4 separate regions of the Mus musculus genome follow, and regions 1, 3 and 4 are each linked to region 2. A link is a contact called in public Hi-C, HiChIP or PLAC-seq and promoter capture Hi-C data. All regions are on one chromosome and are shown on one strand. Each heading gives the region's core, a stretch centred on a gene start, on an enhancer-like site or on the middle of the called end of the contact. The rest is flanking DNA. Distances are from core to core; before and after follow the strand shown. Region 1 holds the start of Spsb3 (splA/ryanodine receptor domain and SOCS box containing 3). Region 2 holds the start of Pigq (phosphatidylinositol glycan anchor biosynthesis, class Q). Region 3 holds the start of Hagh (hydroxyacyl glutathione hydrolase). Region 4 holds the start of Rps10 (ribosomal protein S10).

Region 1 (6,335 bases), core at 3,384-5,883, 1.1 Mb before region 2:
AGGTCTCCCTGTCCTCTGTCCCTGCCCCACGTCTCTTGTCTTAGTTCTGCAGTCAAGGCCCAGTCTGAGCCTTGCTGGTGTGGAGAACACGTGTCCCACTTCTTTTGCACCGGATCTGGCCCATTTCCTCTTGGGCTTCTTAGGACCCTCTCCCCCGCTCCCTCCAGGCCCTGCATCCCTGCTCAGGGCACTACACTGGGGCCAGGTTGGGTTCCTGCAGGTGTCCAGGGCCCAAGTCATCAGCACCCAGGTGTGAGGTCACCACCTGCTCACTACTTCATTGGGGATGGGGGCAGCTGGGAGTTGAAGACTGCCATCTGACTACAGGAATCACCCCCTTGCACATTCCCCTGGACCCCATATCCCTTGAAGACTTCAGCTTTGCCCAGGAATCATCTCTCCCCCTTGACCTCTCTAGGAAGGAGGGAAGTAGGGCCTCTGTGCCTCAGCTCACACTTGAACACTCAGCCTTCTGCTTCCAACGGTCTCAGCCATTTGCTAGCAGATCCACAGGTTTCCAAAAACACAATGTGCCAACCCCATTCCCCCAAACAAGACAGACACCTTGACCACATCTTCAGGCCCTTTATAATCTTTACTAATACTGCTTGTTCCAGACATGAAATGTAGGGGAATCAAGAGTCACCTCGCTGAGGACAAAGGGCTTGGATGCTGGGTCCTTCCTAAGACGGGGCGGTATGTTTAATAGCAGAGTTCTGTAAAGTTACCAGATGTGCCGGTAAACCACAGTGTCACAAAAGGCACACAACACAGCATGTGTGGGTCAGTCTCGATGAGAAAGCACTGGCCAGCTCCTGTGTGGTGTGGCTATGAGAGCAGCCTGTTGACCTGGGGCAGAAGTGACTAGGGCTGGACGAAAGCCTATAGGCTAAAGGTTAAGGCTGCTATTATCTCAAGGAATCAGGACGCAGGCTATCCCCTCAGCTATAGACTAGTTTGGTGAAGCTAGTGTCAGCCAAGGACATGGGGGCCTGCAGATCTCTGCATGGATGTAATCGCATAGTCCAGCCATTGCCCAGGCCAACAACTACAGGTCCCAAAACAGTCCTGAGGGCCTCTGCTCCCAAAGGTCCTACAGGCATGCAGCACCAGAAGGCTGCCAGGCGGTCAGGAGCACAGGGCAGACATCCTGTGCACAACTCTCTGGGCTATGGACGTGAGTGCGGAATATGCAGTGCTTTTGGGAAATTCCTGGATGAAGTCACGCCCTTCCTCCAAGCTCCTGGTAAGTTGGGAATCCAGGGGGACAGAGCCTGCAATGACAAAGGCCAGGAAAAGGCTGACAAAATGGCTCACTGGGTAAAGGTGCTTCGGCCAAGTGTGATAAGCCAGGTTTCATATCCAGGACCTACATGGCAGGAGATAGCAGACCTCACAATCTCATCTCCCCATGGACACTGTGCATGCGCACACCCACAACCCCTTCCTTAATGCACAAACAAGAGGAGGCCTAGCAAGAGCCTGAAGCAGGTAAGGAGTGTCAGCTGACCACTCATTTGTCAGAAACTCAAGCTTGGCTCTCCATGACCTCCCATAGGGAACAATGTGGTACAAGTGGTAGGAGCCTGGTATTCTTGACACACACACACACACACTCCCAGAAATGTAGCTGGGTGTTGGGCAGCCCAGAGAAACCTCAGATTGGGCTCTTATATAGAAGGGAGGCCCACCACACCAGTCAGACTCATGGAGAAGCCCCGTAGGTGGAAGTTGGGGCCCCAGATGGCCTGCTCCTGACACTCACCTAAAAAGGGAACTCCAGCCAGCCGGGCCAGCTCCTCCCCACTGCCGCTGGAGAAGACATTGGTGCACTCCTAGGAGACAAGGGCTGTGAGGGTCCAGCTCGCAGACCCACTCACCATGATGAGACCCGTAGCTAGGGTAAGACCCACAAGTGGTCCAGGAAGAACGCCCAGTAAGAATGTCTTCTCTATCCACAAAGTTACTTACCTGACACTGGGACCTGTGGACAAGAGACCTACTTTCTCAAAGTCCCTGACTACCTGACCTGTCTTGTCCTCCCTCAGACCTTGAAAGATGCCCACCCATCTTCTAAGACTCACAGCGCAGTGTGGGCAGGTGAAGCCGCTCATGTTCTCTATGACCCCTATCACCTGCAGCCCAGTCTTCTTACAGAAGGTCAGCTCCCGCCTCACATCCCCAATAGACACCGCCTGTGGATCAGAGGAGGGGCCAGTCAGCCACAGATGAGGCAAGAATCAAGCAGAGAACATGGCCCACTACAGTCCATTCCAAGCTCAACCAGGGTGGATAGACAGATACACAGACAGACACAGACACCCATGCCCAGGTAGGGTTGGAAGAGTTGCCAGTAGTACCTGTGGTGTGGTGACTACAAGAGCCCCAAGGGGCCTGTAGGGGCGCAGGGCTTCCATAGTGGCCATGTGCTCATCAGAGGTCCCTGGAGGTGTGTCCACAACCAGATAATCCAGCTGCCCCCAGGCCACGTCAGACACAAACTGCTTTATCAGTGCTGCAAAGACCCCAAAGCCCAGCAGTAATCCCTGAGAAAGGGTTAGGAAAGGAAAGGCCCATCTTGTCCAGCCCAGGATCTCCATCAGTTGCTTCTGGGCAGCTCCCAGGGAACCCTGGGGACATGTGCCACACACGGCAGCCAGGGCCCGCTGATCTTCGAGATAACATGGCAGAGCTTCTGGGGTCCCACAAGCTCGCCTTGCTTTCCAGCAGCCTTACCACCTGCTAGCACTCAACTGTCTGCACACTCCACGTGGCGGGGTGTAGCCAACTCCCATTGAGGCCCCAGGTGAGGATGCAACCTAGACTCTAAGGGCATCTGTGCCCTCAAGCCCAGAGAAAATGCCCTGGCTCGAGCACCTTGACAGCACATCCAGGACAGCTAGCCATTAAATCTAAGTGTGTTATTCTTCCCAGGCAGTCTCTCATGGCAGCTAGGATGGTTCAATGTTACCCGCTTAAAGCTCAGCACTGGGATCCACTGCACACTGTGCGGCCTTAGACCCTTGGCTTGAGTGAGGGCCCGTAGGGAGGGTTCTCAGAAGGGAGATCCCTTCCTATCTAAGGAGTGCCTGATGGCTTCACAACAAATGCAGAGCACAGCTTCTCCCTTGATCTTGGTCTCATGTCATATTCTCCATCCAGAGGCTGGGAGAAACCCAGAGGTATATATACCCTGAAGGGTGGACATCTATGCGCAGTAGAAGCGTTCCAATGGGAAAGAGACTCCAATACAGGCCAGGGCCAGCTTCTGGCTTTATCCAATGGCAGTAGGCACGAGATGGGGGAAAGCGGCCTCAGTAAAGAGGCACTGAGGAGTTGGAGGAAGGGAGGAAGCACTGCTTCTCACTAAGTTCTTACCATGTTTCTTGGGACCTCTCCACACCACGGCCTCATCAGGGTTTTCCAGCAGGAACCCCACAGACATAAGGGAGATGCTCTGCTCCTGATCCACAAAGACAGGCACCCAGCCATTGTCACACTGGTGCACGGCCTTGCCTTGTGCACGGAGCATGTGTGGTATGCTGGGACCGCACAGGTCCACATCTAGGATTCCCACCTGCAAGGAGGAGGATGCTGAGGGGTGGAAAGAAGTCTGCCAAGCCTGTTGGGAGCTAGGGACAACAATGAAACAGGTGTCAACCCTGGTCCAGGCCTCACCTTCTTGCCCTGGTGGCGCAGAGCCAGGGCCAACTCCGTGGAGATGGTGCTTTTCCCAACGCCACCCTTTCCAGAAAGAACAAGGATGATGTGTCGCACCCCGGCCAGGTTCCCGGGTTCTGGTGAGAAACAGGAGTTGGGGTGTCTGAGAGAGCGACAAAGACAAAGGCACGCGGGTAGGTCTTCTAGAAGCCCCAGACCTGTCTCAGCCTCACTTCTGTCTGAAGTGGAGCAACTGAAGGCACGTGCACACGTGAACGCTCACTTCAAACTGCCAGCTAATTTTAACAGACACAGAGGAAACTAACAGAGTAGATGATCACAGCTAAGCGACACCCGCGCACAAACGCAGACTCCACACTAGAGACTTCCAGTTCTAGGGAAGCAGGGCCCCCAATTCTCGGAAAGGCGTGAGGCTGAGGTCTTAGAGCAGATATAACCGCCGATGTGTGCATCGCGACACTCGGCTAGCTCAGTAAACAAGGGGACATGGGATGCTTTGGCGTGGGCCTGCACGCGGTTCGCCTTCAGACTTTCCCAACCCCTCGCGTTTGACCGACCTGCACGCTCACCGGCAGCAGCCTCCATTCCGCTACTAGTTGCTTTTCGCGGCTCTCTTCCGCTTCCTCTCCAAACTTTCGCAGCCTTTGAACCAATGGTGACAAGAGCCCGCCCCTTACTCATTTTGAGAGGTTAGTCATTCACCGTCCAGCCAATCAGATCACCCAAGGAGGTCCCGATCCTGGCAACTGATGATGACGCCACGGGCACGGACACACTTCCTTATATTTGTCCAATGGTCATGCGAAAGTTTTTTTTTTTTTTGACCGCTCTAGCGAGGGCCAATAGAAACTTTGGTTCAGGATTGACAGTTTGTGCAAGCCTCTTGACAGCAGTCCTGTCTCGCGAGACCCGCCCCCGCGCGAAGCTGCCATAGAGCCCGCCTTCGGCTGCCGGGCCAATGCAGGGCGGGGGCGGGGATTGTTTGCGTCGCGGCCGGAACGGAAAGTGGGTCAGCGCCGGGGGAGCTTTTTGGCCGCAGGTGAGCCGCGCCGGCCCAGCCCGGTCAGGCCCGGCGGCCGGCGGGTTGACCTTGCAGGCGGTCAAGCCGGCCACCCGTTGTTCCCTGGCGGTGGCGCTCGGGAGTCTGGGCGGGGGCCTCGGAGTCAGGCGTCAGGGACGGCATCGCTGTGGCGAGATCCGCGAGCCTTTGGCGAGGGAAGCAACCTTCAGCCCCGCGGAGGCCGAGCGTGGCTACGTCCAGGGACATCTCTGGTTCATTCATTGGGTTCCTACTGTGTGTTCTTATACGGCGCTCAGCCAACCCAACTGCTGTGGAGTGCTGTGCGCGGCCCCGCCCGGCTTCTTTGTGGATGGCCGGGGCGAGGTAGGGTAGTACAGTGGGTCTACAGGGGGACAGGAGGCAGCTAGGACAGAGTCGACTATTAGACAAAGACAGTCCACTCGGGAGAGGAGATCCGGACCTCTCAAAGCCTTTCATTTTGTCCCAAGAACGATGTCAAGCCAGTGAGTTTAAGGTTGTATCAAAGACTGAGTTTGTAGTGTGCAGAGCCGGATGGGTGAGAGGGAGTTGTGTGGTGCAGGAAGCGGTGGGGGTCTCCAATGGCAAGGAGGGGTGTCAGGAGTGGATGACAGCGGTGTTTCTGGCATGAGGAACTGGATGCTGTGGATGCCATTTGCCAAAGTGGACCGCGGAGGAGGAGCAAGTTAAGTGTCAAATGCCTGAGGGGCAACAGCTCCTGAACAGAATGCAGAGATGGGCTGGGACACATCCAAAGTCATGGGTGTCTGGGTTGTGTTTCACACCATCGCCCTGGGCTTGATTGAGGTGCTCAGATACTCGAGCCAGGTACGAGCTTGTGGGAGTTTCTGGAGCTCAGAGCTCAGTGTTGAGGGCTTGGAGTCCCCAGCCTTTGGTGGATCCATGGCTTAGGCTGCCAGGTAGAAGTGGCAGGGGGCAGAGTTGTGGGGTGTAGATTTGGGCCTTGTTTGGACATTGATACATTACATGTCTTTAAAGTTACAGTTATTTTTTTCCAGGTTCTCTCCACTATGGCCCGGCGTACACGGAGTAGCAGGGCATGGCATTTCGTCCTGAGCGCAGCCCGCCGAGATACAGATGCCCGGGCTGTGGCTCTGGCAGGCAGCTCTAACTGGGGCTATGACTCTGATGGGCAGGTAGGTCGAAGTGGCAAGGTGGGGATAACCAGTGTCTATGTTGGGTGAAAAAGACACTGAGCCAGGCAGCTGAGCTGTGTCCTGGTATGTGGTGCTTTTTGGTCTGGTAAAGCCTGAGGTATGTCAGGCCTCAAGACAAGAGACAGGGATCGAAAGTTCTGGATAGTGCTGGTTACTGTACAATGCTTGTTCACCAGGCCTGCCAATTTTATTATTGTGTGCCACAGTGAATGGGTCAGGAGCCTTGTATGTGTGTTCTATCTTACACCTTTATTTGGTATCTGGGGAGCAAGCTTAGGTTGTCCGTGACGTGCAGTAGCACACATACATATGCTGAGCCATTTGGATCACCCTGGATGTTTTTGTCACACAAATGCTGTATTTCATGTGTGTTGTATATGATAGGATCTGTGATCTTTTTTGGGTTTTTGAGACAGGGTTTCTCTGTATATACCTGG
Region 2 (6,859 bases), core at 104-2,603:
AGTATGCTTCATTTACAGTTTACCTTAAAGCAAAAAAGCTCGGGTCAAAGGAAAGAAGGTGCAAGGCAGAGAGAGGTTGGAGCTCTGATCTGTGGGGTACTGAGAGAACTCAAGTTGAGGCAAATCCCCACCCTCACTCCCATCTCAGCCTCCGGATGCACTGAAGTGTAAGAAGGAGTGTGCTTACACTGGGCTGCTGGGATCCCAGCAGCAGAAAATGATGATGAAAGAGCAGGCGATCGATACAAGAGGTGAGAGGCTGGAGCGAGAAGGCAAAAACCTGGGATGCGTGAAGGCCTTTAAAGATGCTGATTAAAAGAACAGCCCAAGCCTGGAAAAGCTACCTTTGCTAAGAAGGAGTCAGTTCCCTCCCCGACAGCCCATTCCCAGGAGGGTTAAATAAGAGGCCCCAGGAAGTCTCTTCACAGAACTCCAAGTCAGACTTCAGCAGCAGAGCTACTGCTTACTTCCCCTGCAAGGAACAGGCTTGAGGGATGGCCAGCCCAGTTAAGAGAGACCTGGGACACATCATAGCTGAAACATTACTTTGTGAATCTTTGAGAGGGTTCATATTTACCCCACGTTCAAACAACAACAACAACAACAAAACCACTTTTCTGACTAGGGATGTAGTCAGTTGGTATGGAGCCTACCTAGCCTGCACCAGACCCTGTGTTGAGTCCCCAGAACCTCATAGACCAGTAGTAGCAGTGCATATCTGTAATCAGGAGGTGGCCAAAGGACAATCAAAAATTCAAGGTCATCCTTTGCTACACTAGGATTTTGAGGCCAACCTAGCCTAAAAGAGAACCTGCACAGAAACACATTTTCCGCCTCTGTAAATGCTTTCCTTTTTCATTTCAAAAGGAGGGGGTAATCTGTTTCTGATCTTTACTGGAGTGGATAAATATGAGCCTCTCAGCCAGTGCCCCAGGAATCTTCCAGCCAGTTCCCGGCCTGGAGGGGAGGAGGGGCCTCTCGGTGCCCTCAAGTTCCGGAGAGCAGGCCCAGACCCACAACGGGTGCCGCTGAGCCTGGAGGTCAGCTGCGTGGGTGGCCGCCTCTCCCTCTATCCCGGCCTCAGGTTTCCCATCTCAGAGTCTTTAGGACCAAGAGGCCTGCGCTACCTCGGGATTTCCTCCTCTTCCTCTCCCGGCCCCGCCACCCGCTAGTGCTCACCAGCTGGTCCCCGGGGCCGCGTCCCCGAGCGGTAGGGAAGGAACTGGGTTGGGCACTGCGTTCGGCGGGCCCGGGAGGACGACCGTGCTTGCGGCTCCCAGGCCCGCCGCGGGACATCAGCACCATTTCCGCCGGCTCCGCGGCGTTGTCGCGCGACGGTCCGGTCCCCAAACATGCCCGGGCTGTCCATCGCCTGAGCCCGAGAGTTCCGCGCGCGCGGCTCCTGTCATCAAAGCTACCCTCGCTGTAAATATCCTGAAAGGTCCGGTGGATCCAGCCTTTGAGGACCATGGTAGCCGCTTTGTTCTTACCGCCTGGCCTCCTAAACCCAGGCCCTTCCATCTGTTTCTATCCATTGCGAGTAGGGTGCATGCAGACCCGTGTGGGCCGCATAGTCTGAAAGCAATACCCCTAACAACGCAGTAACTAGTGTTTATTGAGCATCTACTTACAAGCAAAGTTTCTTTCATTGTCCATTAATCCCCCACAACATAATGAACAGGGCATATTGATTTAGCCTGCAGGAGTGACATGTGTGTTGACCTCAACGTCCAGATGACAGGCTGGGTGCCACCCCACACCCTAAAGGAGCAAAAGCAAGGAGCTTTTTCTTGCTTCTTCCCACATGAAGAACATGGGTGAGACCAGATTCTCAATGAGTAAGCTCTTCAAACACACACACACACACACACACACACACACACACACACACACACCCCTCCCCTTCCAGATCTCATCTGTAACATGGGAGGAAAGGCTACTGTTTTCCTGTCTTGAATGGAAGGGTATGAAAGAACCTGTGCTACCCAGAACCGTCCCAGCACCCCACCTAAGTGCTCAAAAGTGGTTTGGACCTGGATTGAAGGGAAAACTGAAGGTATCTTTCAAAACAGGGAGTGTCCAGTAGAGGACCTGCCCTTGCTATGTGCCCTACCAGGACACATGTTGGCCTTACCCCTCTGATTTGCCTACTCCTTACCTCTCTGTTGGGCCCAGAGTGCTGTTGGAGGCTCAAGAATGGGAATATTTTTGAAGCTGGGGGGAACACTAAGGGACCACACCCTTCCCCTAAACTGCCCAACCCAGCCTAGCCACACCCTCCCTGCCTGCCTGCCTGCCTGCCTCTGATTAGGATGTAGGGGTTGGACACCTGGCAGGAGATCTTGCCTAGCTATCTGCTGGCAGACAGCCTCAGCACCCAGGATCTATAGCTTCAAGTGTTGCCTCAAAGCTCAGGCCTCCCGAGACCCAAGCTAGCAGAGCCAGGGACTGAGTGGCCCTTGGGTTTTAGGGGCATGAAAACCTATGAGCATACTTAATAGGGAAGTGGAGATGGCCCAGTTTAGAACCTCATCAAGAAATGGTGATTCATGGTTTCTGTGTAGACAGGGGCACTTGCCAAGAGGAAATCACAAAGCCAGCTAAGACCAGGTATCAGGAAGACGGCTCAGCAGGCCCCAAGGAGCCTACCAACCTTCCATGATAGTACAAAGGACTCAGGCCCGGCCAGTCCTAGCAAGGGGCAATTTCCCCCAGAGCCTACCCCTCAGGCCATCTCCCCCAGATACTGGTACAACTTGATGCAGTTGTCCCCTGCATCTGCCACCACTAGTTGGCCCTGGGGTGCACAGGCCATACCCAAGGGCCTCTTTAGTCCCTCCAACTGCAAACAGATGGGTGGCCCAACCCGGGGAAACAAAGTCACTTGGTGCCTCTGCTCATCAGCCACAATAATGCTACCCTCTGCATCAGAGCACACACCTGCTGGGTGGCCAAAGTTATGCCCAGTCAGGGTTCCTAGGGAGCCCAGAGGCTGGTGGGCACTGCCAAACAGCTGTACATCCCCAAACTCTTCACTCACAGCAAAGCCCCCATCAGGCCCTGGACCTACCCAACAAGGGCCCTCCAGACCTAGCATGGAGGTTGGAGCAAGGGGCTCCCAGGTTGGTCCTAACATGAAGCTGTGAACAGTTCCAGGCAAGTAGTCTGTCACCAGGAAGTGTCCAAGAGCATCCACAGCCAGCCCTCGGGGGGACAGGAATGTGCCTACAGTCACCCAGCGGCCCTGGGGTTCCCGGGAAGTGTACTGGAGAGCATACACAGCCCCGTGAATGAGGTCACTGACCACCACAAGCCCTGCAGCTGTCACCGCCACATCCTCTGGGACAAAGGCTCCAGTTCTAGGAATGCAGCAGGGTAGTTGACAAATGGAGCGTCCCTCAAGATCCAGCACATGGACACAGGATGCAACACCAGCCGTCAAGAAGAGCAGACCATCTGGGGAGCAGTGCAGGCCTCGGGGGCTCCCTGCAGCCCCTGCTGGCACCAGGATTTGTCCCAGCAGGCGAGGCTGCCGAGAGCAATTGGCATCTCTAAGTTGGTCCAGCCTGAGATCAAGATGTCAGGGGTAGGTGGCTGGGGTAGGGGCAGCCCAGGAGGTCAAGGTGTCAGGATAGATGGGAGGCCAGGGGCAGCAAGCAGTCGCGGCCTTGGCTTCTTTGCAGCTGCAAAAGAGTTGGAACATCCATGCATGCAGATGGTGGCTCATGGGCACTAGCACCCTCCCGTTGTAGATGAAGAGCTGGGGAGTGGGGGTGGGGGAGGGGGAGGGGGAAGGGGAAGGCTGCTGCATTGTATCTGAGTGCTCACCTGGTTCCCAAGAGCAGCAACCACACAGGTGTCTGGGTGTCTGCAGCAGGGGTCTGAGAGACACCACACACTCAAGAGGGGCGGAGGTTTACCTCTAAGGCTCAAATCGCATGCAGAGCTGTGTCCTGCCTAGGGAAGGAGGAGGCAGATAAGCTGCATTCCCCAGCCCTGGGATGACTCCTTCACTGAATGGCCTAAGCTCCTGTTAGTCCCCCACTACCATCACCACTACCACTACCACCACCACCACCACCACCACCACCACCACCACCACACACACACACACACACACACACACACACACACACACAGCCCCTCTGCTTCAGCCAGGGAGACATCTAAACCCCAACCTCCCAGGGCTCTCCACCAGCTCCTCATCCCTTCCACAGAGATCAGGATATGATACTTCTTACCTGGGGCTAACTGGCCTCAGGGCTTTAGGTCAGGCCTCTGTTGTTGGAGACAGCCTGGGTGTTTGGGGAGGGGCGGGAATGGGGAGGACGGCTAGGGGAGGAGTCATCAGACAAGTTTCCTGCAGGGACAAATTGAGCTGTTTGGGCTGAGTCCCCAGTCTCCAGGCCTGCACCCTCTGGCTTGGGTCTACTGCTTTGACATAGCTCCATCGGGCAAGACAGGAGGCACCTCAGTCCTCTACAACTATAGGCCACCCCTCCAAGTAGGACATTTGTGTCAGGACCACATCATTTTTGTTTGTTTGTTTGTTTTGTTTTGTTTTTCGAGGCAGGGTTTCTCTGTGTGGCCCTGGCTGTCCTGGAACTCATTCTGTAGACAGGCTGGCCTCAAACTCAGAAATCCACCTGCCTCTGCTTCCCAAGTGCTGGGATTAAAGGCGTGCGCCAACACTGTCCAACCCAGGACCACATCGTGGTCGCCCTCTTGTCAGCTCCACCAAGAAGCTGAAGTCAAGCTGGTCCTGCCTCTTCCTGTGAGTCTAGTGCTGCTGCTGCTTCCCAGGATCAGAAAGCAGGGTGGCAGGTACAGGGGGCGCTGAGAGGACGGTGCCTCAGACTTAAGACCTGAGGTACCTTGGACCCCTGGCTCTGCCCTCAGCGGTGCCCCAGGAAGCCTCCAGGTCAATGGTGCCCAGCTAGCTTTTGTCAGCCTTGGCCTAAAGCCCCACAGCACCCTGGGCTGGCCAGCCAGAACTCTAGCCCCAACACCACCTGTAATGCCTCACAGTGGGGTGGCTTCCTGATGCTATCACAGGTATATGGTTAATGGGGCAGCTGAAGGTCCTGTTCGGACTGGCCCTAGCCTGGCCAGTCCAGCCCCAGTGAGAACAGTACCTCCTCTGAGGGCAGCTTGTACTTCAGGGCATTCCTGGGTGGGCTACAGCCCAGCTCCCCAGGGAGAAAAGTTATTTGCTATGGCTGGGGGGCCCCAGCAGCCCTCCCTGGCTGTCTCCCACCCTGGCCCGTGGAAGGCCAAGCAGGGCTGTACTGGGAAGGAAGCAGTGAGCTGTGAAGGCCACCGATGCCTATCGTGGCTGCAGGGGCTGGCGGGGGGCCCAGGAAGGCCACACGGGGTGAGCAGCCTGGAGCCATAGAAGGCAGGAGGCTTTGGCTACCACAGGCAAAGCTGGCATTACACTGCTTGGATGGATTCAGGCCCAAGGACGCGTGCAGGGTCCTTGCCCATCCCCAGTGAGCTGAAACAGGCCAGGTCATCCTGCTATGTCGGCCTCTCTGCCACTCTTCCCTGCATCCCCTAATTGAGTGTACCCAGGCCACTCCTTGACCCCAGGCTCTTTGGAAGAACAATAAGGATTTCTGAGGTCAAAGGTGAACCCCAGCATGGTGTCCAGGACATTTGCTCCCTGGGACACTCAGGCCAGGGACATTTCCTGGAGTGTGCCAGGTGCTTATACAGGGACAGAAAAGGAAAGAGATCCAAGTAGGGGTGTTTGAAGGTGGTTTCTATTTTAATGTCCACAACTCTGTTCAATAAATAAATCATGACCTTGCTATGTCCATGTGAACACATAGGTAAGTCTCTACCACGGGCTGGTGGGGGAGTCTGGGTGGGCGGCGGTTATCTGTTCAGAACACATGCATACTGACACTGGACAGGCCCAGACAACGGGGCCCAGGTCAGGGAGAGGAACCCATACTCTATGGTGGCTGTGAACAGAAGTCAGCACTTGGGAGGATCTGTAAGCTCGGGGTATCTTTAGGGGTCTGGGAGCTGCCAGCTCCAAGCCGATTACCCCAGCCACTACCAGGAATGACAGGGTCCTCGGGGGCCTGGAGGGGGAGGACAGGAGGAGGGACACTGGAGTCAGCCTCACACTTGGTGGTGCGGCTCGAGAAAGACTCAAGTACTGGACCCAGTATGCTGGAGGGCTCTGAGGTCCCCCTGGCCAGCACAGGGCCTGGATCATGCAGCCTCCAGGATTCTGAGGGTGCCTCAGTTCCCTTGGTAGGTACCCGCTTCACTGAGAGGTCCAAGGGTGTGTCCAGTGGACGAGCAGCCCGGGCCAGCGCCTGATGGATAGTGAACAGCTCCCGGCGAATCTTGCCAAGCTGCTCCCGAAGAGGTCTGGGGGCTAGACCCCCAGCTGGTGCCAGCTGCCCCAAGCACTGCTCCACTCTGGCATAGTCACCAAAGGCCTGGGTCAGGTCCTCTCCCACTGGGACTGTACTTCCTAGCCCTTGGCCTTGTGGATGCTGCAGAAGGTGGAACTCAGGACCTGAGGCCTCAGGGTCACCTGGCTCCTTGTCCTCAGGCCAGAGTAAGAGGGAGGAGCCTGTCGGCAGGCTGAGAAGAAGAAGCCAGTTAGAAGGCTATCCTTGCCCTTAGTGTCTGTCCCTCTAGCCCTAGAGTATCTTCTGCTCAGTTTTACCCATACCCCAGGGAAAATAAGAGCTCCAGTGTAAACAGGGCTATCTGGTATCAGGTCCCTCTGCCTGAAGTCTCTACTCTAGTGAGTTAGGTGAAGATGGCCTAGCCTCCCACCCAGCCCACCCCTAACACCCCCAGGCTAGGACCCAAAACTCCTGATACTCACCTG
Region 3 (6,081 bases), core at 780-3,279, 1.1 Mb before region 2:
TAGCTTTGCAAAACAAACAAAAAAAACAAACAAGAAACCCAGAATACACAGAAATATGGAATGAACTATGGTTGGCATATTGCCTTACAGTAATGATAAACTACTAACAAGATGTAACATGCCTTCTTAAAGGGACCAGCAGGCTCCTATGTACCCTCTCAGCAAAAGCCACTATCTAATTCTACAAGACTCCACTAGGCCCTGACAACTGTGCTGTGCATCCTGACAGGCATTTTATCAGGGAGGGGTGCAAGCATGAACACACACAGCATCTCCAGGCTTGTCAGTTCCCTAGGGCCTGTGTCTTTGAGGTGGAAGTATTGGTTTATGTGGTTAATAAGTTAAAGAGGCACAGTGCTCAGGAAACCAAAGGCCAAGGTCCTAAGTCCCAGAGGAAGAAGTGCTCCCCACCCTGGGAAAAGAAAGTGCTCTTTTCAGTCACACAGAAATGGTCTTTATTTGGAAAACAATTTCAAAATTATCTTCCAAACTCAGAAGCCACACCCAAAGTAAACAAGGCAGGGCTGCAGCAAGAGCTCACTTAACAAAATTCTTATCTGGCTTTGAGGTGGAGGACTTTCCCAAGTAAAAATCAACTGGAGTGCTCTGTACAAACAGCTTTCCTAAAGGCCAACAGCATTAATGAGTTACTTCCTTTGCACTTTTAAGTCTGGAGGTATAGACTTCAGAATGATTTATTGAAAAGTCTATTCAGTTCAGTTTTAGAAAAGAAAACTACAACTTCTCAAAGTTTAGTTTAACATTGCCCTCTTGGGAAGCATTCTATATCCTTTAGCTTCGTTGTTCCTGTTTCTATTTCAGTCCCAGGTCTTTTAGATCACGTTATTTTTTAAGGATTCATCTTTTTTGACATGTCTAGCATAATTTTTAGATTTTCATTATTAGTGTCATTTATTTCCCTTGCTTCTGTCTCCCTTCCCCTTTGGCACTCTACTCTCAGTATTCTGATCTTTTCACCTTGAACCTCATACTAACCACCCCATCTATGCCGGCCTCGATCTCATCGTTTTCTTTAATTGGCCCAACTCCCTTTGGAGTCCCGGTCAAGATAAGATCTCCTTCTTCCAAGGTTATTATCTTAGAAACATAGCTGATGATGTAGGGGATGGAAAAGATCATAGATGATGTTTTGCCCTCCTGCCTGAGCTCTCCGTTGACCTTGAGCCACAGTCTTAGGGCATGAGGGTCAGGAATCTTCTCCTTGGGCACGAAGGCACTGACCGGGCAGGAGGACGTAAAGCTCTTAGCCAGGGTCCACGGCAGCCCCTTCTTCTTGCACTCCTCCTGCACATCTCTGGCAGTCATGTCCAGGCACAGGGCATAGCCGGCCACGTAGTCCATGGCTGCAGCCTCCGGGATCGCTTCACCACGCTTGCCCAGAAGCACTCCCAACTCCACCTCGTGGTGGAGGTTGCGGCAGTAAGCGGGCATTAACACCGGTGAGCCCTCGGGAGCGTACGCGGTGGACGGCTTCAGGAAAAGCACAGGCTCACTCAGCACGGTGCTGCGCATCTCTTTGACGTGATCTGCATAGTTCCTCCCCACGCAGACGATATTCTTGCCCCACTCCCAGAAACGAGACAGCGGTTTGGTGGAAGCCATAGTACAGCTTTGGGTCATGTGACCACCGACTCCCCCGGACTACGGCGGCCTCCAGAGGACTGGCTTCGGACGCTGTCCAGGTCGGAGCGGCCCCGCCCTTCCTTGCGCAGCAGCGGGACGCTGAGGTCAGCGAAAGGTCTCTGCGTGCAGGCGACTGCCCCAGAGAGACGAGGAGGCTCACGCTCAGCCTCCTCCAACACCCACTTGCAGACCGAGTCTACAGGCCAAGGCTGCTAGGGCAGCTAGGGAACATTTTGGGGGGGGGGGGCAGGAGCTACTACTGATTGGCTAGGGGCGGCGCGGCGGTGCGAGACAGGCACTGGTTGGCTGTGAACTCTATGGGCGGTCACTGATGGATTGAGGGCGTGGCATTTTGGTAAAGAGCAGGAGTTGGTTGGTTGGGAGCAGTAGGAGGACGACACTGATTGGTTGCAGTCGCCAACGCCAGTGTTGATGCCCACGACGCTGGTGTTGCGGACTCCGCGACCCGGCTGTGCACCCCGTGGGTCATGGTGCTGGGTCGCGGGTCGCTGTGTCTCCGGAGCCTGTCAGCGCTGGGAGCCACCTGCGCGCGCCGTGGTCTGGGTAAGTGTGTCTAGGTACTGACGCGGCGCGGCCGGGTGCTGGAGGCCGGACGTCGGTTGGGCGAGCCCTTGCTGTTTCCAGGCGCAGGTGCTGAGCGCCGCCGGGCGGGCGAGAAGCGGGGCCGGGCGTGTTGAGGGCCTTGGAATAGGCATCTGGCGCTGGAGGGGTTCGTGGCCCGGGATCGAGGCAGAGGGCTGGCACCTGCTCCCTCCTGGCCAGAGTCCGACTCCAGTTTTGGGGTTGCGACTTTAGTTTTTAAGTCGGCTTTTCCTCTTAACGTCTGATGTGGCGACAGTGGGTTGCCAAAGCCCCGGAGCTGGCCAGCCTGAATTCAGCTAGCCGGGAACTTTGGAACAATCGTGATTGAAAGTCTATGAACCATCTTTATTAAGAAGTCCGCTCGTTGAGAACAGAAGTATGGGTCTCCATTTAAGGGATACCCCTTAGTGTCGCTGCTGAAGGCTGTTTAAGAGCTAGGCGATTTAAGAGCTAGGTACAATAACTACTGAGCAGCCGCTCAGCTTTTGGTGCCGCAGAAGCCCTCCTGGTGAGAAGAGGCAACTCTGAAACGTTTTTTGACGTTTGAGCAATATAAAACGTGTCTGTGGATTTGACCTCAATTCAAACAGAATGTCCCTAGTTGCAAACTAAGGAGCTGGGAGCGATGAATTCCTTCCATAGGAGTGATCGCATCTTCTTCAGAGCAGTCAGGCTCTCTTCCGACTAGAGTGGGTTGAGCACTGGTAATAACATGATCTTTATCCATGCAGGTTTGTTGTGTTTTACCAGGAAGTACATAAAAGGGCTCGTATTCACCTGTTTCTCACCCTCCGCTGTCCATCGGCGTGGATAGTGCTAGGGCTTAGGGGAATTCAAATATTACAGAAACCTGATCTTATAGAAATGCTTATTTTGCTGAACATGAGAAGGGGTCTGGAAAGTGCCCAGCTGTTGTGCCAAAAAAGGAGAAATGGGGAGCAGGGTTGTGACAGAGCACTTCCCTAGAATGCTTAAAGCCCCAGCACCACAAATTCAGACAAAAGTACAGTGGAGTCCCTTGGTCATTTGCTGCCTCCTTGGCCCACTCCAAGACAATCCTTCGGTGATAAGTTCTCTGCCCCTCATGCTTGAGTCCCAAGCAGCAGTTTCTTCTTTTCAGGAGCTTGCACTGTGTGTTTTCCATTATGCTGGCCATAGCTGAGAAAATACTGTTCTCTCCTTGGGCTGGAGGCCTGAGAAGGGCTGAAAGCTTAGAGGATTTAAGTCCATTAGTGCAGACGCCATGACTGGAGAGTGAGCGGCCATGCTCTGGTGCCTTGTCCTGCCATCTTTAGGCCTGAGTCACACCACAGGCAGGTAACACAGCCTGTATGAACTCTTAAGAAGAAATACCAAGCTCTCAAGTCTAGGGTGAGGTGTAGATCTTTCGAGTTGCGAGTAGGAGCCCCTGGGGTTCTGTCCCTTCCCCTGCCAAAAAAAAAAAAAAAAAAAAAAAAAAAGAAAAAAAGAAAAAGAAAAAGAAAAGAAAGAAAGAGATGGAGACAGAAGGAGTCCTGACTTGAAAGCCAGCCTGGACTACACAGTGATTTTGGTCTAGAAAGGGATACAGAGCAAGATCTATTAAAAAAAAATCAACCAATCAGGCTGGAGAGATGGCTCAGCGGCTGAGAGCACTGACTGCTCTTCCAGAGGTCCTGAGTTCGATTCCCAGCAACCACAAGGTGGCTCACAACCATCAGTAATGGGATAAAGGGCACTCTTCTGGTGTGTCTGAAGACAGCTACAGTGTACTTATATACATAAAAATAAATAAACAAACCTAAAAAAATCAATCAATCAAGCCCCAAACCTAAAAAGTACCCCCCCAAAAAACCCCAAAATAACAATTCTGTACCTGGGAGAGGCTGACTTACGTGGTCTCTGCTTTCCTGAAGGATGTAGTGAAAGGATATTCCCTCGCCGGAACTTCAGAAAGCCAGCTGTTGAGCCATCGGGTATGAGGGGTCTGGCCGTTCTGAAATCTTGGTGAGGTGTCTGAGGTTCCTTCTGTGTGTTTCTTCAGGTCAGGCCCTGCTGGGACTATCTCTGTGTCACTCAGACTTCAGGAAGAATCTGACTGTGCAGCAAGACATAATGAAGGTTGAACTACTGCCTGCCCTGACTGACAACTACATGTACCTGATCATTGATGAGGACACCCAGGAGGCCGCCATCGTGGACCCAGTGCAACCACAGAAGGTATGTGCGGCTCTTCCTGCCCCCTGCACCCTGTCACCTAGTTCAGTGTTCATCCACTGGGTTACGACCACAGTCTTTATGGCTTTGTGGAAGCTAGGTGGAAATTAGTTTATCCAAACAAAGTTGTCAGCTGGCAGTGGTGGTGTGTGCCTTTAATCCCAGCACTCAGGAGGCAGAGACAGCTGGAGCTCAGAGATCTGGCCAGCCTGGTCAACAGAGCAAGTTCTAGGACAATCAAGGCTACACAGAGAAACCCTGCCCCCACCCCCAAAAAAAAAAAAGAAAGAAAGAAAGAAGGAAAGGAAAGAAAAGAAAAGAAAAAATCCCTAAACCCAAACAAACAAAAGCAAAAACAAAACAACAAGAAAAAACAAAGTTGTCTAGCCTGTGGTAAATGGGGTAGTGAGAAGGGCACTGGAGACCTCAGGCTACTTTGGCAAGCCAGACACCCACTGTTAAACCTCTGTCGGAACGAATGTGAGTCCTTAGATCAGGCTAATCGTCCATGCGTGCCCCAGTGCTGTGGGTCGCTTCGGTCGGAGCTGCTGGGGCTTGGGTAGGTTATAGGTGATATAAGTTGACAGAGAGAGGAAAAACCTTTCTGCCTGTTGTCTGGAGTGCGGTCAGTCAGCAGAGGTGGGAAGAGGGCTGGGCACCCTCTGCAGGCAGTTGAGCCAGGCCCAGAAGTGTGACCGGCCTTTATTCCACCTTCCCCGTGGCTATAGGTTATAGAAGCTGCGAAAAAGCACCGTGTGAAACTGACCACAGTGCTCACCACTCACCACCACTGGTAAGTGCTCAGCCTGCAGAGATGCCTGCGGGTGGGGCCTGTCATTCCCCTGGGAAGTTGCTGGACTTAGATGGAGCAGGCCCTTGAGCAGGAAGGATTCTGAGAATACGCCAAAGCTCCTGCCTGTAGCTCATCTTTTGGCTATTTTGTGAGTTCTTCTTTCTACCACCCTTCACCCTTTCTTCCACACTTTCAACTCCCTAGCACTAGACAGGAGAGAGAAAGGATAAAGGGGCAGAGGGTGAAGTTGTTGTTAGACTACTTCCTGCTGATTAGGGGCATTGAGTTCCTGGGGCAAGTTTGGTCTCTTAGCCTACAGAATATCTAATTTCATCTTCTTGTTGTTTCGTCTTTCCATATGACTACTTAACAAACCATGACCAGGGCTGGAGAGATGGCTCAGAGGTTTAGAGCACCAACTGCTCTTCCAGAGGTCCTGAATTCAATTCCCAGCAACCACATGGTGGCTCACAACCATCTGTAATGGGATCCAAATGCCCTCTTCTGGTGTGTCTACCCTCTTCTGAATGTCTGCCCTCTTCTGGTGTGTCTGAAGACAGCTAGAGTGTACTCATATACATAAAATAAATAAATCTTAAAAAAAAAAACAAAAAAAAAACCATGACCAACAGCAGCCAACAAACCACCTACCAACAGCAATCCCCACTAACATTTATACACTGTCTGAAAAGTTCCCAGAATTCCAAACATTACCCACTCATAGAAACTGCTGCTGGAAAAGCAGGCCTTTGCTAGAGCACGAGACAAATCCTAGTCACCTTCTGTGAACAGTTTGAAGCAGCCCTGTATCTGACACCTGGGATTAAGACAAAAACACAGTCTTA
Region 4 (6,673 bases), core at 1,359-3,858, 1.7 Mb after region 2:
AGCAAAACCAACAAAAAACCAGACCACAAGCAAGCAGCCAGTGGCAGTTCAGTCCATAAACGATGCTATGAAATCTCAGAGACCTAAACTTGACCACAGATTTCACTGGGAAAAGACACAATTTTCAAAGTTGTCTCCATACCTCCACACACCTTCCAGTTTACCCTTGCCTCCCACACACCCCACTCAGAGGGACTTACTTAGCACATATCCACCTAGAATGGTTTTAGAGGGGATCTGGCTCTATAGCCTAGCCTGCCCCTGCTTCCTGAGCGGGAGGTAGGATTAACATTTTTACCTGGAAGGTTGGGTGGGTTGGCACACACCTTTAATCTCAGCACTCAGGAAGCAGGGGCAGGCAGATCTGAGTTAAGGCCAACCTGATCTGATTTAGGACAATCAGAGAAACCCTGTCTCAAAGTGCCCAAATTATTGCCACAAATTTCTAATTTTTATTTTTTGGTTTGACTTTATGTGACTCACAAAATATCACTGTATAGTCAGTCCTAGCTGTCCTGAAACTCAACAGCGCCTCTGCCTCCCAAGTGCTGGGATCAAAGGTATGCACCACCACGGGCTCCTTAACGAACTTGGTTTCACCCAGGGTATTCATTCAGCAGAGACACAGACCCCCTAACTGCTAGGATCCCTTAGGTGTGCTCTGCACAACTTCCTGGGCTAAGCACTCTCCAGGAAAACCCAACTGTGTTCAGGAATATTTTTACCCCATCACTTCAGCCTGTAGATACTACATTAGTTCAAGGGACTGCAGGCCAGCAGTGATCTCAGGAACCAGGGACGTTCCAGACACCCCCCCCCCAAGCATACCCTCAGGTCATGCTTATACACAGCTGGCTTCTCCCTCCTCCTCCTCCTCACTTCTGTTCCCCTGGCCAAGTAAATACACAAAACCACTCTGCTTGACAGTGCTCTGCCACACCACCGGGTCACACTCAGGCATTGGGGGAGGCTGTAGCCATGAAAACTGTTCAAATTCAAGGCCATCTCACAGAATTCTGGGATATCACCTGAGATCTTGCCCTGACACCACTGTGCTCTAAGAACATGCCTAAGCAGCCGGGCGTGGTGGCACACGCCGTTAATCCCAGCACTAGGGAGGCAGAGGCAGGAGGATTTCTGAGTTCGAAGCCAGCCTGATCTACAGAGTGCGTTCCAGGACAGCCAGGGCTACACAGAGAAACCCTGTCTTGAAAAACCAGAAAAAAAAAAGTCTAAGCTGTGAGAGGTAGAACACACCTGTGACCTCCAACCCTCAGGCTGAGATGGGATCAGAGATTGTTTAAAGTTCCCAGCTATATAAGGACCTCAAGGCCCCTCTGGGTTTCATGAGACCCTATCTCAAAAGCAATTGTGCAACCAATACACCCCCAAAAAACGGTTTCTGAGGCGGCCCTTGGGGCAATCAGAATCAGTACCTTTGGGCCGAGGCCTGCCGGTCTCGGGACGGCTGCGACGCAGGGTGGCGGGCACGATCTCCGGGGGTAGGTGCAGGTAGTCTCGGAGATACTGGATGCCCTCGTTCGTAAGGTACCAGTAGAAATGTCTCCAAGCAAACTGTTCCTTCACGTAGCCTCGAGACTTGAGAGACTGCAGGACATAGACACATGTCAGTCAGCAGCTGGCTCCTCGGGAAGGGCAGACCTATTCCCACCTGTGTCCCTCTCCACACCTGCATGGCCTTCATTACATGAAGGTTGGGCACATTTTTGTCTGCCAGCTCCGGGTGCTTAGGCATGTGGACATCCTTTTTGGCGACCATCACGCCCTCCTTAAAAAGGAGTTCGTAGATGGCAATCCGATTCTTCTTAGGCATCAACATCTGCAAAAAAGACGTGACGGTTTAGCATCATGGCCAGAATCCAAATCACCACTGTCACAGGGTGAAAACGCCAGACAGGCACCATAGGGACCAGGTCCCTCCACCTCCACAGTTTGGAGGAAAGCTACCAGGAAGTTAATGCAATAGGGTCACAAAAGGCACCCATGTATCTGCTGTCACGGCTCTCACAGCCAAGTGACTGGGGGTGGGAGGTAGACACAGAACCTTGTCAACCATACTTGGGGGCCATCAGAACCAGAGGTCGTACCTAGAGCAAAATCGGGGGACTCCTTAAAGAATACAAGGAGGGGCCAGAGAAAGGGCTCCACTTCCTGCGCAGAGGGAGCACTAAAGTAACGGGCTCGGTGCTCCCCTGAAAAGTCCTCCCCAAAGGTAACGCAGAGACCGGAGGGTAGCAGGGAGGAGAGAGGGGGTCTGCCGCGAAAGGGACGCACGCAGGCGGGAGCCGAACCCCTGGCCCGGGCGCTTCCCGCCACACGTGGCCTTCAAACTCCTCTCCTCCACCCGCCGCCATCGGGACGCCGGTCTTCTTCAGTCGACTCTGAGTCGCAGAGCTGCGTCCCCCCACAAAAGCCCTCTGGGCACGGCGCGGCGAGCGGCTGGAAGGGCGAGTACGGCCTTCGCCTCCCCCGGAGGACGCGGGCCCTCAACGGCAGCGCTGCGGCCCGGATGGCGACAGATGGAGCCCGGACGCCGGAGGAACTCACCGCGGCGGCTGCAGGGTCCGAGGCGGAGGCTGGAAAGGAAGGGGCGTGCGCGGCGCAGCGTCTCTTCCGGGCTGCGCGGCTCCGCCTCCCTGCAGGACCCGCGCGCTGCCTGGGGTGCCCTCGGCAGTGCCTGAGGAGTGGGGACGGTGCTAGGACGCATGTGCGAGCCATCCCGCTACGCTTCCCGCCCCCTCCTCCACCCCGCCCCCACCTGGAGATTGCTAGCCCGTGAGTTGTGTCCGGAGCTGGGGTGCAGGCGCTTGGTGCAGAGAGGCCGGTCCGCATTGCCCGGTGGGGATGGAGGCGGAGGGCTAAGAGTTCAGGGATAGATTAGGCCAGCCTGAGCTACCTGAGACCTTGTCCCGGAAGGACAAAAAAAAAAAAAAAAAAAAAAAAAAAAAGCATACATGGCTGGTACACTTTTTACACATTCCAGACTCATTCGCAGGAAGAAACTGACATCCCCATTAACCCTGCTTATACTGGAGTAAATTTTACTTACGCTTCGTAAAGCCTCTCAAATAAGAAATGTTAGTCATGCTGGGCGTGGTGGCGCACGCCTTTGATCCCAGCACTCGGGAGGCAGAGGCAGGCGGATTTCAGAGGCCAGCCTGGTCCCCAAAGTGAGTTCCAGGACAGCCAGGGCTACACAGAGAAACCCTGCCTCGAAAAACAAACAAACAAAAAAAGAAATGTTAGTCATCAGGCAGGGTAGCGTCCAGGCGAGACACATCCAAGTAAGACCCTCCCTAAAAAAAAAAAAAAATAATAATAATAATAATAATAATAAATAATAGTAATTAATTTAAAAGGCAAGGCATGATGTGCAGTACGGATGCAGAGGCAAGCAGATCTCCCTGAGTTCAAGCCCAGCCTGGTGTAAACAGCGAGTTCCAGGCCAGCTAGAGGCACAGTCTCAAAACAAAACCAGCCATGCCCAAAGAAATGCACCCCACCTTGTTGATTTTAATTTCTAGTTCTCCTTTACCTGTCTGACTAAACGGTTTCTTTATTGTGTGTGTTCGCTTATTGCAGACAAGGTTTTGTTCTTGCCTCTGCCTCACAAATGCTGGCATTGCAGGCGTGCACCACCATGCCTGGTTGATGAGCTGTCTTCTCAACACCCCGGCCACAAGCACGAAGCCAGCATCAAATTAACTGACCATGCGTGGTGGCAGCACCGGAGGAGGTGAAGGACTGCCTCACCTCTGGTTGGGAGGACAGCTCCTGAAAATACTCCTTACAGACAATTTGTATTGTGTTGACATTTACTGTCTGTCAATCAACACGAAAGCCAAGGGGAGGAATTTTTCTCCCCTCCCCCGCCCCCATGCTGCTTTAACTTCTGTCTTTCCACCCACCGCAGGTCTACAGTTGTCTGATGGGGGACTGAGATGGGCTGCCACAGTCTGGTCCTGCTCTGTAGCCTGGGCTGCGGTCAATCTTGAGATCTCCCAGCCACAGCCTCAAGTGCTGAGAAACCAGGTGCGGCTGTAAGCATCTAAAACAAGATAGTTCCAGGCGGAGTCTCTGACTGGCCGGCTGGAGATGAGGCTGGGCTGGAACTCCTAGCTACCCTCTGCTTCTGCCTCCCACGCTGCTGTTAACTAATGGGCCCTCCAGTTAGCTCATCCCAGGAAATCCATAAAAGCCTTTTGTTCCTGAGGACTCTGCTCTCCTTTGTGACCTTTGCCGGCTCCATCTGAATCTTTCCCGACAACTGTGCTCCCCAACCCCCACGCTTGGCTTCATCTCAGTTGTATTGGTTTTGTGCCAAGAGCTCCCAAATTTCTGGTGATGTAGGATAAATATCTTGGGATTCCCTGGCTACCTTGCAACTGCCAGACACCCAGGCCCCAACACTGGGCCTAAAAGCCGTTTGGGCTGAAGTGGATAGGAGCAATGCATGCATCAAGCAATATATATTTTTTAAAGATTTATTTATTATATGTAAGTACACTGTAGCTGTCTTCAGACACACCAGAAGAGGGTGTCAGATCTCATTACAGATGGTTGTGAGCCAACATGTGGTTGCTGGGATTTGAACTCCAGAACTTTGGAAGAGCAGTCAGGTACTCTTACCCATTGAGCCATCTCACCAGCCCCAAGCAATATTTAAACCCATAATATGCCAAGAACATACAAAGAAAATGACTGGAGCCTGGTAGGAGCGAATAGCGGAGTGGGAGTGGGGAAGCCAAAGCCTACATAGAAGACTCAGAAGAGGGAGGAGGCAGAGAAGGCTCTGTGTGGTAGAGAGCCAGGGTGACAACAGCCAGGACAATGTGACCTCGGCCGGAGCGGTGAGAGTCTGTGGCTCAGCTGGCACCATCCCAGCTTAGCCCTCAGGAAGCCCTGAGTGTTGTATAAAGTATAAACCTGGTGTGCTGTGGCTAAGACCCGGTCACCGCAGCTCTTGAGAGGTGGAGGCAGGAGGCCGGCAAGTACAAGCTTATCCTCAGCTACAGGAGGTGGGGGGGTGCCGGGGTGGTTAAGAGCACTGACTGCTCTCCCAGGGGTCCTCTGGAGGATTTCAAACAACAGCAGACGTGGTGAGGTATGTTTTAAAGAGACTGCCTTTGTAAGACAAACTGTAACAGAATCCTCTAGTGGACCCAAGTCAAAACACAACAAAGCTGCCCCTGAGGTTTAGAGAAATACCAGAGTCTCCCCTCAGTCCCTATGCTAACGGCTCTAGCTCTGGGTGCAGTCAGGAGCTCTGGAGCTGGCTCTTTACTTCAGAGCCTGAAGGCTCGTCTTTTATTATTATTATTATTATTATTATTATTATTATTATTATTTTAGCCGGGTGGTGGTGGTACAAGTCTTTAGTCCCAGCACTTGGGAGGCAGAGGCAGGAGGATTTCTGAGTTCAGGACAGCCAGGGAAACCCTGTCTCATTAAGAAGAAGAAAGAAAGAAAGAAAGAAAGAAAGAAAGAAAGAAAGAAAGAAAGAAAGAAAGAAAGAAAATAAATCTTAAAAAGAGAGAGAGCTGGTTCTTTCCCTTCAGCGTGGGGGGCAAAGGGTCAAATGGTCAGGCTCAGTGGCTCAGGGGCTCAGTGGCTCAGTGGCTCAGTGGCAAGTGCCTTTACCCACACAGCTACCTCAGAGGCACAACCATTGCAGTTTTATCCAGTGCTAGAGACTGAGCCTAGGCTTTTATGCTTGCCAGGGCAGACATATCTACAGTTGGCCTGGCACTTGTCTTCCTTCCTTCGTTTCTTCCTTTCTTTTACAGACCACGGAGTTACAGACAGATGTGAGCTGTCATGTGGGTGCTGGGATTTGAACCCAGTCCTCTGGAAGAGCACTTAGTACTCTTAAACAATGAGCCATCTCTCCAGCCCTGTATTTTTTTTAAATTGGTATGCAATATACAATACACCCCAGAGAGTTGCAACCCTTTGGGGAGGAGAAGTTCACATATTAGATATCCTGTATATCAGATATTTATAGTATAATTCATAACAGTAACAAAATTACAGTTATGAAGTAGCCAAAAAAATACTTTTATGGTCGGGCCACCATAACATGAGGAGCTGTACTAAAGGGACACAGTATTAGGAAGGTTGAGAAAATCTTACTGTTGAAAGTATGTAAGCCGACCTGGTGGCCCAGATGTAGCTGAGCAGCTGAAGTCGGGAACCCAGAGCAGAAGCCGGGGTCTAGGTTCTTGGGCCTCCTAGGGTTCTCCCCAGGCGGGAAATCAATAAAGATAGTTGGTATTGGCTTAGTTCTTAGGCCTTTAAATCGGGAACAGGAGGAGGCCTGGGGGAGCAGCGCCCCCTATGGGCACAACCTTGGTAGCGCCACTGACCCCCTGGGGCTTTAGAGGCAAAGGATGCAGACAAACTCTTCCCCCTCAAACAATAACCCAGATAATGCTCTGCAGACAGCTTGTGTTTCACCTCTTCGCAATCGCCCTTCACACACCTAGAATAGCTTTCCGAGCCTGGAGCGCGGCGCCTCTTCCCACCCACACAGAGGCTCCTCGGAAGAGCCATCTGTGCTGCAAGGCCCCATTAAAGCTCTCAGCGCAGGAGGTTGTGGTTCGTAGGTAGACAGCGCCTGGTATGCTCCCAACGCAATCGCGCACCCACGCGT

Evidence for each region. A called contact is a pair of places that touch in the nucleus more often than the background predicts. HiChIP or PLAC-seq counts read pairs in DNA pulled down with a chosen protein or histone mark. Capture Hi-C pulls out chosen DNA fragments and counts their contacts.
Region 1: an H3K27ac HiChIP or PLAC-seq map of embryonic stem cells shows a contact between it and region 2, with 4 times the contacts expected there. The contact joins the promoter of Spsb3 here to the promoter of Pigq in region 2. A contact is called at or near these places in 1 of 484 Hi-C or Micro-C datasets (embryonic stem cells) and 4 of 115 datasets of contacts at active chromatin or transcription factors (embryonic stem cells, large pre-B cells and pancreatic cancer cells).
Region 3: a Hi-C map of B cells shows a contact between it and region 2, with 6 read pairs. The contact joins the promoter of Hagh here to the promoter of Pigq in region 2. A contact is called at or near these places in 1 of 484 Hi-C or Micro-C datasets (B cells) and 1 of 9 other capture datasets (liver).
Region 4: a contact with region 2 is called in a promoter capture Hi-C map of adipose tissue. The contact joins the promoter of Rps10 here to the promoter of Pigq in region 2. A contact is called at or near these places in 1 of 39 promoter capture datasets (frontonasal cranial neural crest) and 1 of 9 other capture datasets (adipose tissue).

The regions. Positions count from the first base shown.
Region 1 is chr17:24,882,041-24,888,375 of GRCm38.p6, forward strand. Spsb3 (splA/ryanodine receptor domain and SOCS box containing 3) reads left to right here and starts at 4,634. Exons shown (of 7, transcript NM_001163751.1): 1 at 4,634-4,720; 2 at 5,740-5,877. The coding sequence starts at 4,640. Nubp2 (nucleotide binding protein 2) reads right to left here and starts at 4,310. Exons shown (of 7, transcript NM_011956.3): 1 at 4,239-4,310; 2 at 3,679-3,797; 3 at 3,379-3,577; 4 at 2,361-2,515; 5 at 2,085-2,195; 6 at 1,766-1,835; 7 at 571-1,274. The coding sequence starts at 4,266. The coding sequence ends at 1,129.
Region 2 is chr17:25,940,636-25,947,494 of GRCm38.p6, forward strand. It overlaps Pigq (phosphatidylinositol glycan anchor biosynthesis, class Q), which reads right to left and starts at 1,354. Exons shown (of 11, transcript NM_011822.4): 1 at 1,180-1,354. It overlaps Nhlrc4 (NHL repeat containing 4), which reads right to left and starts at 4,296. Exons shown (of 2, transcript NM_001039038.2): 1 at 4,242-4,296; 2 at 1,598-3,683. The coding sequence starts at 3,136. The coding sequence ends at 2,726. It overlaps A930017K11Rik (RIKEN cDNA A930017K11 gene), which reads right to left. Exons shown (of 3, transcript NM_001358019.1): 2 at 6,857-6,859; 3 at 5,752-6,606. The coding sequence ends at 5,961.
Region 3 is chr17:24,848,461-24,854,541 of GRCm38.p6, forward strand. It overlaps Hagh (hydroxyacyl glutathione hydrolase), which reads left to right and starts at 2,030. Exons shown (of 9, transcript NM_024284.2): 1 at 2,030-2,208; 2 at 4,271-4,446; 3 at 5,172-5,236. The coding sequence starts at 2,133. It overlaps Fahd1 (fumarylacetoacetate hydrolase domain containing 1), which reads right to left and starts at 1,842. Exons shown (of 1, transcript NM_023480.3): 1 at 436-1,842. The coding sequence starts at 1,641. The coding sequence ends at 958.
Region 4 is chr17:27,632,636-27,639,308 of GRCm38.p6, forward strand. It overlaps Rps10 (ribosomal protein S10), which reads right to left and starts at 2,609. Exons shown (of 6, transcript NM_025963.4): 1 at 2,569-2,609; 2 at 1,691-1,840; 3 at 1,437-1,608. The coding sequence starts at 1,840. It overlaps Gm15420 (predicted gene 15420), which reads left to right and starts at 2,609. Exons shown (of 2, transcript NR_167724.1): 1 at 2,609-2,796; 2 at 3,935-4,233.